Regions from separate parts of the Mus musculus genome. Here region 2 is linked to region 1. A link is a contact called in public HiChIP or PLAC-seq data. All regions are on one chromosome and are shown on one strand. The core of a region is the stretch at or near the end of the contact, and the rest is flanking DNA. Distances in the headings are between cores, read along the strand shown. Region 1 overlaps Clybl (citrate lyase beta like). Region 2 overlaps Gm5089 (predicted gene 5089).

What was found. HiChIP or PLAC-seq counts read pairs in DNA pulled down with a chosen protein or histone mark.
Region 2: an H3K27ac HiChIP or PLAC-seq map of embryonic stem cells shows a contact between it and region 1, with 35 read pairs. The contact joins two enhancer-like sites. A contact is called at or near these places in 1 of 15 datasets of contacts at CTCF or cohesin (embryonic stem cells), 15 of 484 Hi-C or Micro-C datasets (differentiating embryonic stem cells, embryonic stem cells and stem cell-derived epiblast-like cells), 19 of 115 datasets of contacts at active chromatin or transcription factors (embryonic hindbrain, embryonic midbrain, embryonic stem cells and 3 more) and 1 of 9 other capture datasets (pancreatic islet).

The regions. Positions count from the first base shown.
Region 1 is chr14:122,257,233-122,259,932 of GRCm38.p6, reverse strand. All of the region lies in intron 1 of Clybl (citrate lyase beta like), which reads right to left. Among named protein-coding and RNA genes, the nearest start is that of 1700108J01Rik, 25 kb to the right of the region's middle. Within about 2 kb of position 1,407, at least 11 of the 459 cell types and tissues checked have an H3K27ac peak or open chromatin away from gene starts, as enhancers often do. A contact at or near this core is called in embryonic stem cells, epiblast stem cells and stem cell-derived epiblast-like cells, where this site is marked.
Region 2 is chr14:122,414,856-122,417,623 of GRCm38.p6, reverse strand. The region is part of intron 1 of Gm5089 (predicted gene 5089); the gene reads left to right. Among named protein-coding and RNA genes, the nearest start is that of Gm25464, 28 kb to the right of the region's middle. Within about 2 kb of position 1,458, at least 21 of the 459 cell types and tissues checked have an H3K27ac peak or open chromatin away from gene starts, as enhancers often do. A contact at or near this core is called in embryonic stem cells, epiblast stem cells and stem cell-derived epiblast-like cells, where this site is marked.

The DNA of each region.
Region 1 (2,700 bases), core at 158-2,657:
TGCCTGAAAATTAGTCTATACAGCTTACTTACAACTCTAGAATAATCAAAATATTCATCAAGAATCAACTAGGGCATACTACCTTTAGTCCTAGCAGCTGAGAAGCAGAAGCCGGTAGATGTGTAAGTTAGGGCCATGTTGGTCTGCAGTGATTTCCAGGACAGCCAAGGTTACACAGTGAGACCCTGTCTTAAAAAAATAAATACAGGGCTGAAGAGATGGCTCAGAGGTTAAGAGCACTGACTGCTCTTCCAGAGGTGCAGAGTTCAATTCCTAGCAACCACATGGTAGCTCACAACCATCTGTAACGGGGATCCAATGCCCTCTTCTGGTATGTCTGAAGACAGCGACAGTGTACTCACATACATGAAATAAATAAATAAATCTTAAAAAAAAATCACCATCCCTTAGATCACAAGAACAAGATACAATGCCTTTAAACTCAAGTGCTCACAAGCATCCCTGGCTGTCTCTCAGCAACATGTCTAGAGAAGGAGTCTTTAGGGGAGGCTGCCATGTTGGAATTCTGGAGGGGCCATCAGAGAGCAGGTCAGCCACTCAAAGCAAGTGATCAGAGAGTTAATCAGGAGAGATAGTAGCTCTGAAAGTGCTTATTAACCCACGCCTTTCAGCACAGTGTCTCCACCACCCTGCCCGCCTCTAACCAAACAAAACACTATAGAGCCAGCTTTTGTTCCAGGAGGAGGTTGACAGCGACTTGCCCGGGATGGGTTTTTTATTTGTTTGTCTGTTATTCAAATAACTTTTCTCCGGGCAGAAACTGAAAGGGAAAAATGTCAGAAGTATGTGATTAATGATTTTTTAAAATGGAGGAACCCTGCGTTGAATTGTAAAGCAGGGATTGAAAAGGCCCCCATCTCATTAAATAGAAGATTTTCCTATGCAAGTTTGATATGAATTCTTTCAAAACGAGTTGCACTAGAAAATCCAAATTAAATGGCAGGGCTTCTGTCTAAATATCCAGGAAGGCTAGGTAGGCTGTTCTGGAACACACTCAAATCATTGGCATCTAGAATATTGAGTCCGCTGAGTGGCGGTTAGATAGTCACTGTGGTAATTAGGATGAAGCTTCCAACACTTTCCCAAGTCCCATGCTCGCCGAGGAAAAGGTAAACTCACAGGAACAGGGGAAGATTTGAAAGAAAGAAAACTTAAAACTTTTTAAAGCCAGAAGCTGAAAACAACCCCTGTAAATAAACAGCAAAGAGAACTCTTGTTAGCCCAGGCAGTCAGAGCACCAAGGAGCTTGCCTAGGAGCAGCCGTGGATTTAATAAAAAAGGATTTTGGTCAAAGGGCCAAAATGCAGGCAAGCTTCTACTGCTTAAGAGATGTAGGTAAGACTTTTCACTATGGTTGGAGGAGGAGGCAGGGGACAAACCGGGGGAGATAAAATGCTACTTTACACAACAATGTAGACAGTATTTAGGCCACATGCAAATTCCTCCACAGAGCTTTCAAATGGAATGCAATTTACTACTCCGGATAGCTAATTAATAAAACAGTCTAAAAAGAATGCACGTTAATCACCCTCCGCCTCCTGGGCCATTTCAACCTTGTTCTTTACATTTTGCTGTTAAACAAAATCTCAGACTTTGTTGCAATAGTCAAGGTTTTCACTACCGTTACCAGAGGCAAGCTGGTAGTTGTTCAAACTCACCTTTAAAAAGCCAAGCTGGGAAGGCTAAGATTACTTTTGGAAGTTTGCTCTGTGATGCAGAGAAATCTCAACTGTGGACATGGAGCCAGGTCCTACCTTCAAGTTACTCCAAAGTTGCAATCGTGGAAGCAATCTTTAAAAATCTCATTCTGCTTTGCTGATCCTGTTGGGCGGTGGGGATTTAAGCCATGCCTTGCTGTGAATCATGGAATTAAAGAGCAGATGAGGTTTTTATCTTCCACTTGGTTTTTGACTTTGTCTCCCCCTAAGCGTGTCTGAGCCAGATAATTTTTGTTTTTCTGCTGATAACATTAGAAGTCTGAGCTGGATTAATTCCTTTGGGACAACCTGTTAATAATCTCCAGGAAATAATCCAAACTGTCCTGCAAGCAGTGTACCCATGGTCACCTGACTTGTCTCCCACCCCCACCCCTACCCCCAACTTGAAACTAACTGGAGGGAGGGCAGGAATCAGCTTGGTTCAGTTTTAGTATGTTTGAATCTAAGTCCAAACTTAGAATTATCTAGGTCCATGTTTCAGGAGATTGAGACTTTAAGGTGTCAAAAGACGCTTTGAGAGATGACCACGTGGTGGGAGAGCCTCAGTGAACTTGGGTCCAGCACCCAGCATCCTTTCTGGAACGCCACATTTCAGCCACACCGTGTTTCCTGAATGGTCAGCAGAAGTTGACTTTATGGGGAGCCCCTGAAAGGCTGAGTGAGCAGACCTAGAAATGGCAGGTCTCACTTGGGCCTGAGGCCCCAAGGGACCTGTGCTTGTGCCGGGGTAAATGACAGTACTGAGCAACTTTGGAAAAGCAGTTCATCTTCCAAAGTGTCACTTGCTGAAGGATCCAGAAGAATGTGACGTCACCCTTCCATGTCCTTTCCCTTCCCGACTCTACAAACTGTAAACTTTCCATCCGAAGAAAGAGCGGAAGGGTGGCTTGTACCACCTCACAGGCCTGGCTGAGGCAGGGTGGGCGTCCTCCCTCCCTCTTCAGCCAATACTGTATCTTTC
Region 2 (2,768 bases), core at 209-2,708, 160 kb before region 1:
AAGCACGCCGTATGGAGAAGTGAGGTTTTAGTACTTGCCTGTTCTACATACTTTTTCTCACTTACCCTACAACCTCTCTGGCCCCTCCTTACTGCACCATGTGAAGAGATCATCCCAACCAGGGCATTTCAAGGGAAGGTGGTCAGTGGATGGAGGCCCTCTGGCTCATCTCTGTCCCTCATGTGAGAAGCTGCAGGCGTTTGGGCATGAGGACAGTGTACCCTTGGCCTGGAAGTGGAAATGACCCCACAAATAACAAGTCACAGACAGAGCCCTAGATGGAGTTCTTGGGAGAGGCAGAGCAGGGACCTTTCAGAATTCCTTTTCTATTCTTTTTTTGTTTCTTGGATTTCTTTGTTTTTGTTTTGGCTTTGGATTTTTGGGGACAGGGTCTCACTACTTAGCTCCAGCTTCCTGAAATTCACTATGTAGACCAGGGTGGCCTCGAACACACAAAGTCTACCTGAGCCACCTTCAACAGCTACGAGTTTCTGTCACTTTCTACTACCAAGGTACTGACTCCAATGTCCCCAGGACTTTCTTTTCTAATTCTCTATTACTCTTTTTAAAAAAGAATTATTTAATTAATGTGCATGAGTACACTATAGCTGTCTTCAGACAGACCAGAAGAGAGCATTGGCTCCCATTACAGGTGGTTGTAAGGCACCATGTGGTTGCTGGGAATTGAACTCAGGACCTCTGGAGGAGGAATCAGTGCTCTTAACAACTGAACAACCTCTTCAGCCCCTCTCGGTCACTATTGAGGATCTGAACTGCTCTAAAAATCCACAGGGACTGGATCCCACTTTCTTGCCACTTTAAGGTACTTTGTGATACTCAGCCCAGCTTATGAGGTTGCCATTGTCCTGTGTGAGAGTGAAACCGAGGCCCAGCACATGTGACAAGGACTTCCAACATTTCTCCTTACCATTTGGCATTTCTGACCTTTTACAAACCTTTTCAGTTGAATAGCCACATTCTTAGATACATTAAATCCCTTCCTTTTGTTCCCTAGCCTCTTCAGCACCACCCCCACCCCCTTTATGAAGGAGCTAGGTTCTTGGCTAATTTGCATGTTTGTTTTAAAAGACAATAAGGAGTAGCAGGAAGAAGAAGAGGAAGATTAACATAAGAAAAGCCTGAAGTGAATACCAGCTTTCACAGCCAACAGAATTACCGCTCAGACAGACGTCCTGGTCTCTTGCAAAAAAACACCTGCCCCAGGTTAACAGCAGGTCTTACTTCAGGTACAAAACAGAACCTCCAAAGTTGCTGAAGGAGTGAAAGTATGCTGGAAAAAAGCATTCGAAGCTCCCAGCCTCATTAAGCTGGGAAAGGAGAGACCAAAGAGGTCTTTTGGCCTGAGGCAAATAATTGCAGTCAAAGATTCCTGCATCTTTTCTAGAGGTCCTGGGCCTTCAGTCAGTTTGACTAAAGCACTGAAGAGCCCCTCACCCTCTCGTGTAAGCAAGGCTGGGAGAAGGTGGTCAGAGGAAGACAGCCCAAGCCTGCTGGGTGCAGCAACTTCAGATACTATGGAAGGCCCAATGTCCTGAGACCATCCAATCCGACAGCTGAGCCTTCTCCCCGCAGGGTTTTAGCAGTCAGTCCTAGCAGTCCCGTGGTTTCAGCTGAGGCAATCGACAAATATGGCATTTTATGTGTATTGTTTAGGTATATAAGACAACTAAATATACAGAATATTAGTCCTGAAGCACGGCCACGCCATCAAAGGAGCCACACTTTCTTTTCTGGGAAATTCAATACCAGTGTACCTAACTGGTACACATGTGTGTCAAGAGACAGGAAAGCATGTGAAAATGAATGTGCATGAAACCAAAGCTCAGGTCAGTGAGAGGAGCTTCAAACTGCTGAGACCAGCTCCTGTGGCCCCAAACTTGATTATGGAAAGGGTGACATTCAAGTCTTGTTGCTTCTTTTTTCTTTCTTTGTTTGTTTTGTTTTTCGAGACAGGGTTTCTCTGTGTAGCTCTGGCTGTCCTGGAACTCACTTTGTAGACCAGGCTGGCCTCGAACTCAGAAATCCACCTGCCTCTGCCTCCTGAGTGCTGGGATTAAAGGCGTGCGCCACCACGCCTGCCATCTTGTTGCTTATTTATTATATGTAAGTACACTGTAGCTGTCTTCAGACACCCCAGAATAGGGCATCAGATCTCATTACAGATGGATGTGAGCCATCATGTGGTTGCTGGGATTTGAACTCATGACCTTCAGAAGAGCAGTCGGCACTCTTAACCGCTGAGCCATCTGTCTAGCCCCTTGTTGCTTTTAATGCAGAAGCTACATTCTATCTTTGAAGGCTCTATGGTTTGGCTGGGTTATTTATCTCTTTAAACTATAGATAATAAACTATAGTTTATTTCATGAAACTATAATGAGACCCAGAGATCAATATATGTTTAAAAAAAACCCAGCAGAATTAAAAACAAAACAAAATTACTACTACTGGGTCATGTAATATTGCCCTAGTCAGCCTGGAACTCCTGGGCTCAAGGAGCCTTCCTGCCCCAGTGTCCTGTGCAGCTGAGACTTCAGGTGCCTGCCCAGCAATGTTGGACAAGCTCCCTTCCCCCACCCCCATTTTTTTCTTCAAGACAGGATCTCTCTATGTAGTCCTTGGCTGACTGTCCTGGAACTCACTCTATAGATCAGTCTGTCCTTGAACTCACAGAGGTCCTCTTGCCTCTGCCTCCTAAGTGCTGGAATTAAAATCGTGTGCCCCTCCCCCACACGTGAGTGCTTGGGGAA